Linked DNA regions of Mus musculus: region 2 is linked to region 1. Evidence: chromatin contacts called from public HiChIP or PLAC-seq data. All regions are on one chromosome and are shown on one strand. The core of a region is the stretch at or near the end of the contact, and the rest is flanking DNA. Distances in the headings are between cores, read along the strand shown.

Region 1 (5,351 bases), core at 1,741-4,240:
TTCAGCCTGCTTGTCCCTTACAAGGGTGTAATGGCTCAGTGTATAGGGTTGAGCTCCAGTCTCACCTCTAAACGTCTCTGCTTGTTTTTCACTTGACATACACCATGAGGCTGCTCTGTGAAAGGAAAAACACAGCTCCCAGCTTCTGGTAAGTGGAGGCTCTGCCATCCATCCATGTAATCTAAACACCCCACCCTCCTGGATCGCAATTCTGCACGGCCGTGCCTTGGAAAAGGGCCTGGGCTAGACTTGCAAGTCACAGTCCAGCTTCAGATTCGTTGCCTGACCTTGGAAAAGTCCTGAACGCTGTCTTGTCTATTAAATCTCAGAAGAGATTTTTTTTTCCCCCAGTTCAAAAATTGTTCTATGACAGCACAATGCCTGAAGAAAAGTCTCTTGTGCTGTTTTCTGTTATTTTAATCAAAACATGGCTTGGATGCGTAATTCTAAAACAAATTATCCCCTTATGCAAATAAGGAAACGAAACGATATAATAAAGTTTAGCTGATAGAGATTGTGTTGATTTATGTGTACGCCTGTGCCCCTGTGAGAACATGCAAATGCATGCCCTGGCACAGAGGAAAGGAGATCAGCCACCTTTCCTTTGAGGCAGAGCCTCTCCCTGAACCTTCAGAGCCTGCCTTTTCAGCTTGACCAGAAGCCAACAAATCCCAGAGATACCGCTGACCCCACCTTCCACAGGGCCTGTTACCTGGATGCTGAGATCCAAAGTCCAGACTTAACAGTTGCACAGTTAGCACTTTAATGACCGAGCCTTCTCTCCGGTCCCTGTTTTATCATAATTTAATACCTTTTATTCATTAACAACCAGCATTATTAATTCAATGTGACAGACATTACTGGCTCGAATCAGTGCTCAAGCACTAGAAGATAACCTGACAGAAGTTGGTCCCTACTGTGTCTTCCCTGTGCTACTCAGCCCTCTCTCCCTTTCCCCCTTTTGAGCAGTTAGGAAATTTTCTTTTTTTCTTTTTTTTTTTTCCATGTGGTTGCTGGGATTTGAACTCAGGACCTTTGGAAGAGCAATCGGTGCTCTTAACCACTGAGCCATCTCTCCAGCCTGGAAATTTTCTTTAAGCCTTGGCTTCCTCTCACTTTCACGTGGGAGAGGAATTCTTGTCTACATCATACGCTTTGTCCTCTGTCCCCTAGCCTGTAGTTATTAGAGTGAGATTATGTGACATCAAATGCCGCTGCATTGGTGGCTGGGCCCAGCAGACAGCTTCCAGATGATTCCAGAATGTCCTCCATTGCTTCTGTTGGGTGATCACTGAAATAAAAGCACAAGAGTTTAATATTTTCTCCTAAGTGCCAGGCGGTGGTAGCACACCTTTAGTCCCAGCACTCAGGAGACAGAAGCATTCAGATTTCTGAGTTCAAGGCCAGCCTGGTCTACAGAATCTTGTCAGAGTTGTCTCTCTCCTTTCATTAGGTGATAGATCAGTTCAATCTAGGCATATAGCTTATGAATATAACTGGGTTATGTATTTTTTATACAGGCTTATTGGGATAAGAAATTACCTGGGCTGGAGAGATGGCTCAGCGGTTAAGAGCACTGACTGCTCTTCCAGAAGTCCAGAGTTCAATTCCCAGCAAACACATGGTGGCTCACGACCATCTGTAATGGGATCCGATGCCCTCCTCTGGTGTGTCTGAAGACAGCTACAGTGTACTCATATAAATAAGATGTATAAATGTTTAAAAAAAAAAGGGGGAAGGAAGGAAGGGACGGAGGGAGGGATGGAGGAAGGGAGGGAGAGAGAGAGAAAGAAGAGAGAAAGAAAGAAAGAAAGAAAGAAAGAAAGAAAGAAAGAAAGAAAGAAAGAAAGAAAGAAAGAAAAGAAGGAAGGAAGGAAGGAAGGAAGGAAGGAAGGAAGGAAGGAAGGAAGGAAGGAAGGGAGGGAGGAAGGAACCACAACAGATGGGCATGGTGGTGCATAGCTGTAATCTTAGTACTCAGAAGGTTGAGGCAGGAGGATGCTAAACAGGGGGAGTACCTGGGCTATGTTCTAAGACTCCAGAGTTGGGGAGGATACACATCCATTACATTGCAAAGTGTCATCAGATTCAAGATGACTTATCCAAGGTCTCCATTTTTTTCCACTCCCCACTAACTAGTAAAAAAATGGGTTGATAAGGTCCAAGCCAAAAGGCATATTACTCAGAGGGAAACAGGCTGGCAGGGGTGCCATCTACTGGGCCAGCTTCCTGAACGCTGGGGTTATAGGGCTAAACTATTAGGCCAGGCTTTTTCTGTTTCCTTTCTTTTTGTATGAACTTTTATTTAATTTATTAAACAGTCTTAAAAAGTTTCCACTATGGTCTTTTAAAGACCTTATCAGAAAGCATTACCATTTTTGCTTTCCTTATCAAAAGTTACTCAAGATCAGAAGGGAAGATAGACTAGATGACGTTTTGTTTTGGTTTAGTTTTTCGAGATATTGTTTCCTCTGTGTAGCCCTGGCTGTCTTGGAACTCATTCTGTAGACCAGGCTGGGCTTGAACTCAGAGATCTGCCTGCCTTTCCCTCCCAAGTGCTGGGATTAAAAATGTGTGCCACCACTGCCCAGTCCTGAGTTCCTTATTTTTCCTGCCTTTCTACAGTTTCTTCTTCTTCAATTCCTTTTTGTGTAGAGAACTTCCTTTAGTCATTATTTGGGGATCCGTCTGCTGGTGACAAGTTTCTTTACCTTCCCTTTATCTGCGGATGCCTTGGTCCTTTGATTTTATACACTGTTCGCACCAGATAAAAGATTCCAAGCTGAGTTCTTCTTTCAGCTATGAACAAGGTTCGTGCCTCCGTGTTTTCTGATGAGTGCTCTCTTGTTATTAAAGTTCTTTTCACCCACAGAGAAAATCTTTCTGATTTTTTTTCCCCAGATTGTTTTCCTTCTCTTTGTTACCCTTCAGACCCTGGACAAGGGGCTGAGGTATTTTACGTATCAAAGCAGACCTGGCCTCCAGGCTCTCCCAGCATCCCTCAGTCCCTTCCTGGCATATCCTGCTCCCAACCCTGAACTTTCCAGATCAGGGGCTGAGCTGCCTTCCCCCACCCCCCCAGGCACTCTTCCCTACATAATCCAGAGGTGTTGTTCTTCTTCTCTCTCTCTCTCCCTTCCCTCTCTCTGTCTTTCTCTCTTCCCTCTCCCCCCCCCTCTCTCCCTCTCCATTTGTAACTTCCCTGACCTCCGTCCTTGTGACCATTGAACTTGCCCGAAAGCAGCTTCCCAATAAACCTGCTTTATTTATTATTTATAGTAAACCTGTTTACTATACTCTAATCTGGTTTTAACTGGCTCATTACTAAATGGAGAGATAACTTATCACTCTTTAGTCTTCAGACATTTCCTCATGCCTGTGGGATGCTGCCTGCCTCCTCCTCCCCCTCTTCATCTTCCTCCTCCTTCCTCTTCCTCACTTTCCTCCTCCTTCATCTTCTTCCTCCTCCCCCTTCTTCTGCTCCTTCCTCTTCTTTATCTTCCTCCTTCTCCTCCTCCTTCTTCCTCCTCTGCCCCTCTTCCTTTCTCTCTCTCTTCCTGCTGTTTCTTATTAGTGGTTTTGGTTTGTTTTTTTGTTTTGTTTTTTTAAGCCTTAATTCCCTTTGTTGTATTCTTGGTATCTTTCTTTTGTGTCTTTAGGTGACTTGTCAAGTCTGAGGAGTATTTCAGTCCCTACATCTTCTAGCATCTTTTTTTTTTTTTTTTTTAATTCTACGCTCTTTCTCTATTTTCTCGAGACAAGTATTAGGTCTTTTGTCACAGGAAAATAAATGCTACGATCTAGTCAACACTAAATTTTTTTTCTTTTGAAATTATAATTTAACTACAGCATTCATCCCTTTTCTTTCCTCCCTCCAAACCTTCCTCACTCTCCTTCAAACCCATGCTCCCTCTGTGTGTGTGTGTGTGTGTGTGTGTTATTGCATGCATATATGTGTACAGAAATCCGTACACTTACTTGTTGAAGTTGGGTCGTTTCTGTTGTTCTAGCTTTGTAGTCTCTCATTCTCTCTCCGGCTTCTTCCTTTTACTGAGCTTGCCTGTTGTAGTTTCCAGTTGTTACACTGTCCAGTTCTAAAATGTCCACTTCTTTCTTTACATCTTTCTTATGCTCTAATCATGTGTATATGTGGGAGGAGAGGTATGCATGTGAGTGCAGGGACCCACAAGGCCAGGGCCATAAGATCCCCTGGAGCTGGAGTGACAGGTGTTGTGAGCCTCAAACATGGCTGCTAGGACCTCTCTGCAAGAGCAACAAGCACCCTTCTCTCCAGCCCCTCCACATAGTTCTTTGTGGTTCCCGTTTCTTTACTAGAATGTCGGTTGGTTTCATTTTCAAGCACATTCATAACATTTGTTGGTTCCGGTTTCTTTGTCATTGTAGATGCTTTAAATCTTCATCAGATGACCTCCGTGGCTGTCACCTTAGGGCTGGAATTTATTCGTCATTTTGAAATTTCCTTTGTGAGCTTTCAGGTTCCTGTTACAATGGGTGATTTTTCTATTGTATCTCATACATCTTGAGCACTGCTCTATGAGATTTTGAGTCTCATTTAAAATTTATTTTACTTGCTTCTTTTGATATTATTCTATCAGAAAAAAAAAAAAAAGAGTGGCTATGCCATTACTGCCAGGTGAAAGGAGAGGCCAGGGTTCTCCACACAACTCCTTCAACACTAAGGGATAAGTGGCCTTCTCACTACTAGGCTCAGGTCAGCATTCTGGGTACCTGTAGGCTGTGCCTCATTAACAATGAAGGACAGGAGTGTATTGTCACAGGATGTCCACAGGTGCCGGTAAAAGTGAGCTTGTTACTAAACTTAATAGCAAGGAAACTCAGTCTTAATTTGCTTCTACTGAGGGTCTAGACCCTCAGCAGCAAGCTTCAGTTTGGGAAAGATCACCAAAAAAACACAATTTCTAACATGCTCTAAAGATCCAACTGGGGACTTCTGGGAAGAGGGAACAGGTGTACTGTTGCTGTTGTTTGCAATATTGGGAATTGAGCCCAGGCTCCATGTACACCAAGAGCTTCCCAACTGAGCTTTCCCTGGAACCACTGCCGTTTCCAGATCTCATTCATTTCCAGCTTCTGCTTTTCCATAGGATATATGAACAGTACCATGTGTGTGTGTTCGTCTGTGTGTGCGTGTGATATAAATATATGTAAGATGTATATACATATATTCCATATGTGTACATATGTATACATATGTGTGTGCATGCATATACATGTATATGTATATGTGTGTATGGTATAAATATATGTAAATATGTATGTGCATACATTCCATATGTGTATGTGTGTATATATGTGTGTGAGTGTATATA
Region 2 (5,351 bases), core at 1,086-3,585, 130 kb before region 1:
TAATAGAGGATGTGTACATGCGTGAAATTGTCAAAGAATAAATAAAAATAACAATAGTGGATGGGAGAGAGGGCTCAGCACTTAAGAGCACTGGCTGCTCTTCCAAAGGAACAATCGTCTGTGATCCGGTTCCAAGGGATCCGGTGCCCTCTTCTGTCCTCCAAGAGTACCAGGCATGCATGTGGTCCACAGACACACATGCAGGCAAAATGTTCATACACATAAAATAAACGATAGAACAAAAAAACATTAAAAATAAGTGTACCGATATAGTGCGTTATGTGTTGACTTTCAAATGTTAAACTAGCGTTGTGTGCATCTCTGCACTAAATCCAACATGGCCAGGGTGTGTCACATGTTTTATATACTTGTTTTGGTTTGTTAAATTTGGTTTTCAACTTTTGCATATTTGTAGCTGAGGAATATCAGCCATCTTAGAGGCTTACAGGACGATGGGGAAGTACTCCCTCTTCTCTGAGTTTTACAAGAACCTATCCACCAAGATCATCTTTCTCCCCATCTCAGAGGCCACACCCAGGTCCTTGCACTTGAACTGATATTAATTACTCCTCTCTACAGTTCAGCAGTGAAGCCATGTGGGGCGGGGTCACCTTGAGGGAAACCATTTAACTGTGAACTCCATTGCTTTGATAGATGCAGAGCTCCCTATACTTTATATGAATCCAAGCTTTCATTCTCTGAAATGCATGCCCGCTACACCAAGGACCAGGTCTTACAGCAATTAAACATTGGCTTTGATGGAAACCACCGGACTGCTTTCCAATGTGGCTTGTATTTTATCCTCCAGCCAACAATGTGTTAGTGACCCTGTTTCTCCCCAACCTGCCAGCATGTAGTTTTCTCCGCCATTCTGACAGACATGGAGTGACATGTGCTGTAGCTTAGGTAGTATTCCTCTAAGGCTGGTAGCATCTGGCCTTCTGGGCTGTGCTGGTGGCATCTGGCCTCTTGGCCTGTGCTGGTGGGATCCAGCCTCCTGGGCTGTGCTGGTGGCATCTGGCCTTCTAGCCTGTGCTGGTGGGATCTGGCCTCCTGGCCTGTGCTGGTGGGATCTGGCCTCCTGGCCTGTGTTGGTGGGATCTGGCCTCCTGGCCTGTGCTGGTGGGATCTGGCCTCCTGGCCTGTGCTGGTGGGATCTGGCCTCCTGGCCTGTGCTGGTGGCATCTGGCCTCCTGGCCTGGCTTCTTTCCCACTTCTGTTGGGCCTCCTCAGTGGAATGTCTGATGTGTTTCCCAGGTTTTCTAGATGGACACTTTTTGTTTGTTTTTATAGCCCTGGGGTTTGAACCCTGGGTACTCTACATGCTAGGCCACTACTCTACCACCAACTTATATATCCCAGCCCCACTTTAAGTTTATGACAGGGTCTCATTAAAGTTCCCAGGCTAGCTATTCTAGTTTACTTTCTGTTACTGTGATAATACATTAGAAAGTACATAATATAAAATAAGCCAGGGTTTATTTCATTGTATTTCATCCTCTGAGTAGCTGACAGGGAAACAAATATTATATAATTTGTTATAATTTATATATTGGAGCCTGTGATTTACTTTGCGCATGCGTGCTCTCTGTGTGTGAAGATCAGCACTTAGACTGGGGTTTTGCCTGAGGACTGTCAGTTGTTCCAATTATTTGTTGAAAAGGTGGTCTTTCCCTCTTGGAATTGTTTTGAACCTCTGTCTAAAAGTCGGCAGGTTTGCTGTGCATGGGAACTCCTGCAACTGTTCCAACAGGGTCTGCAGCTCTTTCCCCACCAGGTTGTTGTCATTAGTATAGGGTGATCTCAGAGCACAGTCCCCTGAGGTCCTTTTGTCTGGTTCGGTTCTCAGAGGGTAGTCTCCTCAGACCAAGAGTTGTTCATATCTCTGATTTGTCCTGATAACAGTTCTAGGTCTCTACATACAAGAAGGAGAATGACGGCCGGGCAGTGGTGGCGCATGCCTTTAATCCCAGCACTTGGGAGGCAGAGACAGGCAGATTTCTGAGTTCGAGGCCAGCCTGGTCTACGGAGTGAGTTCCAGGACAGTCAAGGCTATACAGAGAAACCCTGTCTCGAAAAACCAAAAAAAAAAAAAAAAAAAAAAAACGGAGGAGAATGAGCAGTAAGCACGGTTTCCTACAGAAGAGCTCCCTGAGTTGATGACCCACAAATGTTGCATGTTCTGTCCTTGGGTTTTCAATTGTTCTTTGAAGCTGCAATGCCTGGTTAAGGGGGTGTGTAATATTCACTTCCTCACCTGCCTTTACAAGGAAGCCAAGCTGCCCTAAGGGAAGGTGACCTTCCTCAGCCTACCCCAGAGTAAGGGGTGTGGCTTTTAGAATAATAAACAGCTGGAAGCTGGAGCTGAGGCAGGAAGTACTGCAGGACTTCCAGGCAGGCAGAGATGCTGAGGGAAACAGGAGGAAGAAGAATGGAGGCTCGGCTGGAGTTGAGCAGAGCTGGAGTCCGGCTCTGAGGAACCATGTGGAGAGATGAAATGGCGGAGAATTGGACACTAGCTGAGAGACTGAGTCAGCAAAAAAAATAAATAAATAAAAATTAAAATCCCAATGCCTTTAAACTATACAGATGTCTCCACGCCTTAACTGAACCTCAAGCAGGAGCCTTAAAAACCTGGCAAACATTGAAATCACATCCTCAGGCCAGGGCTAGAGGGTCAGGGAATACTTTCAGTTACTCTGTCCCCTTTCCCCATCAGTGTGAATTATTTTATCAGATGGTCACATAGTTGCATTCCTTGAGAAGTTAAGAGGTAGCTAGTTAAAGGCCAGTATACGTGTGGTCTGGAGACATGGCCCAGTGGTTAAAGAGCGCTGGCTGTTCTTGCAAAGGACCCAGGTTCTATTCTTGCTTTGTTTTGTTTGTTGTTTTTGTTTTTGTTTTTGTTTTTGTTTCAAGACAGGGTTTCTCTGTGTAGCCCTGGCTGTCCTGGAACTCACTTTGTAGACCAGGCTGGCCTCGAACTTAGAAATCTGCCTGCCTCTGCCTTGCACCAGGGTCTATTCTTAACAGCCCTGTGGTGCTAACCATCTGTAACTCCAAGGCATTTGAGGCACTCTTCTGACCCCCATAGGCACAAGCATATTGCACGTAGACATACACGCAAACAAACACCTACACACAAAAGCAACAACTGAGGAGGAGGTGGAAGAGGAAAATGAAGAAGATCACAACAAAACTTACTAAGATCCTTGGGCCATTAGCCATGATAGGAGTTCCTGGCTTGTACCTGTGACCTTGATCCAGGCTCACATTGTCACAAGTTCTGAGATCCTCAGGCCACATTTGGACCAACCTTGGGGCATCATTACTGCACCAGCTGCTTTGCTTAGTTTTGTGTATGGCTGCAGTTCTCCCAGCTCAGGAGCTGATCTTTGAGACTCGTAACACTCTAATGAATGAATGCACGAACGAATGAATGAATGAGTGAACCATTTCCTCAGTGTGCCAAGTTCCCACCTGAGTATCCTGAATGGGATCCTTGCAGCCAAAGTTATAAGCTCGGAACTCGCCTCCGGTCAAGGCAGCAAGCTCCTTCAAGAACTCGTTCGCAACCTCATCGTTGTAACTGAAGGAGATGGCACAGATGGGGATGTTCTGAAAGAGTTTGACGTGGTCCATCACCATTTCTGGTGGCTGAAAAGATAACAAGGAGAATTTGAAGCCCTCTTCTGGCCCCCATACGTATCAGGCATGCATGTGGCAAACAGACATACATGCAGACAAACACCTATGCACAAAAGCAGTAATACAACATGTTTTTGGAAAGGGTAAAAGAGAAAGACAAATGATATAGTGTAAAAAAATAAATTCTTAGTATTTTCCACAGGTGGTCAAATTCTGAGATAGGAGTTGCTCACACAGTGTGTGATGTTTTTGTCAATATGTTAGTTCAATCCAATAAGCAAACTGCCTACCAAGGAGCATGGAGCCCCAAAGGCCACGCACAGTCTTCTCCCACTGAAGTCCCACATTGTGGTAGGAAAAAGGTTTGACAAGCAGAATCACCTCAACTTTAAGTGCATCTCAGCATAGAGGTCATGCAGTTGGGCTGTGGTCTGGGCTTGGGTGGAGAGCCATAGGAAGAATATCCTGGCTACTAGGATCCCATGTGTGGGTACCTGGCTTCCCAATTTGGCTTCCAAACATCTCTAACAAAAGAACAATTTCAGCTTTTGCCAAGTTGTAGTCCATTTGCTTTTGAGAGATAGAGGGAGAGGTTAAATGTTCTTTTGAGAACTGGGTATTTTATTTAGGGCCTATGTGGTACTTTGAATGAAAATGGTCCCTCAAGGCTCATAGGGAGTGGCAACTATTTGAAAGGATTCGGACCTGTGGCCTTGTTGGAATATGTTGGACCTTGTTGACAGAAGTGTATCACAGGGGATGGACATTGGGGTTTCATAAGCTCCGTCCAGGCCCAGTGTCTCTCTCTCTCTTCCTGCTACCGTAGGAACTTCGTTTTATAAGAGTTGCTATGATCGTGGTGTCTATTTTACAGTGACAAAACCCTGCCTAAAATGGCCGAAATTCCTGGTTACTCCTTAGAACCATCAGTTCAGCCTTTCAAGAATCATGGGAGGTCGCTGCCTGTCCACCCCTCTTGTCCTTTTTAACTATGAAGTCATGGCTTTCTTCTCATGACAATGATATCAGCTTAAAAAAAAAAAAAAAAGAGACAAGGATCATCAATGGTAACACAGTACAATTTACCTTTCAGTTAGGAATGACCAAACCATCCCAGTTCTGACTAACCTAGAAGTTTTCAAGGAGCGATTTCCTTTCTCAATAAAAAAGACACAACAAAAGAGTCTAATGTCCTTCTCCATTCTTGCAAAATGGATCTTTCTTTTGGAGCAGCTGCAGCCACGCTGTGACTATGTGGAAGAGAAATACATTCTAAGATGGCAGTGGTGGCGCATGCCTCTAATCCCAGCACCTGGGAGGCAGAGGCAGGCGGATTTCTGAGTTCAAGGCCAGCCTGGTCTACAGAGTGAGTTCCAGGACAGCCAGGCTACACAGAGAAACCCTGACTCGAAAAACAAACAAACAAACAAACAAACAAAAAGACAAGAGGAAGCCCGCCTTCTGGGACACATGTGTGGGCGGTTGTATAGCCAGAAGAGCTACAGCTGGATTTCCCACCCCTGCAAACGTCGCTCTTTACCATCTGACATTTGCCTGCTGTTCTGCCTTTCCTCAGCCATTCCCTCCAAGTGACAATGTAGCTAGCACCTCCACTTAACAGTGGAGTAACTGGTCTGTACAGTTAGGTTGGCCGACGTCACCAGTTTCTCTGGTGGTAACACTGGGGTACACACACACTGCAA

The links. HiChIP or PLAC-seq counts read pairs in DNA pulled down with a chosen protein or histone mark.
Region 2: an H3K27ac HiChIP or PLAC-seq map of embryonic stem cells shows a contact between it and region 1, with 7 read pairs. The contact joins two enhancer-like sites. A contact is called at or near these places in 4 of 484 Hi-C or Micro-C datasets (myocytes, nephron progenitors, pancreatic cancer cells and 1 more), 2 of 115 datasets of contacts at active chromatin or transcription factors (bone marrow-derived dendritic cells and embryonic stem cells) and 1 of 9 other capture datasets (pancreatic islet).

Annotation. Positions count from the first base shown.
Region 1 is chr1:36,999,515-37,004,865 of GRCm38.p6, reverse strand. No RefSeq gene overlaps it. Among named protein-coding and RNA genes, the nearest start is that of Vwa3b, 27 kb to the left of the region's middle. Within about 2 kb of position 2,990, at least 91 of the 459 cell types and tissues checked have an H3K27ac peak or open chromatin away from gene starts, as enhancers often do. A contact at or near this core is called in embryonic stem cells, where this site is marked.
Region 2 is chr1:37,127,190-37,132,540 of GRCm38.p6, reverse strand. It overlaps Vwa3b (von Willebrand factor A domain containing 3B), which reads right to left. Exons shown (of 28, transcript NM_001370828.1): 14 at 3,481-3,657. It overlaps Gm37020 (a long non-coding RNA gene), which reads left to right. Exons shown (of 4, transcript XR_865351.2): 4 at 1-268. Among named protein-coding and RNA genes, the nearest start is that of Gm37020, 20 kb to the left of the region's middle. Within about 2 kb of position 2,335, at least 11 of the 459 cell types and tissues checked have an H3K27ac peak or open chromatin away from gene starts, as enhancers often do. A contact at or near this core is called in embryonic stem cells, where this site is marked.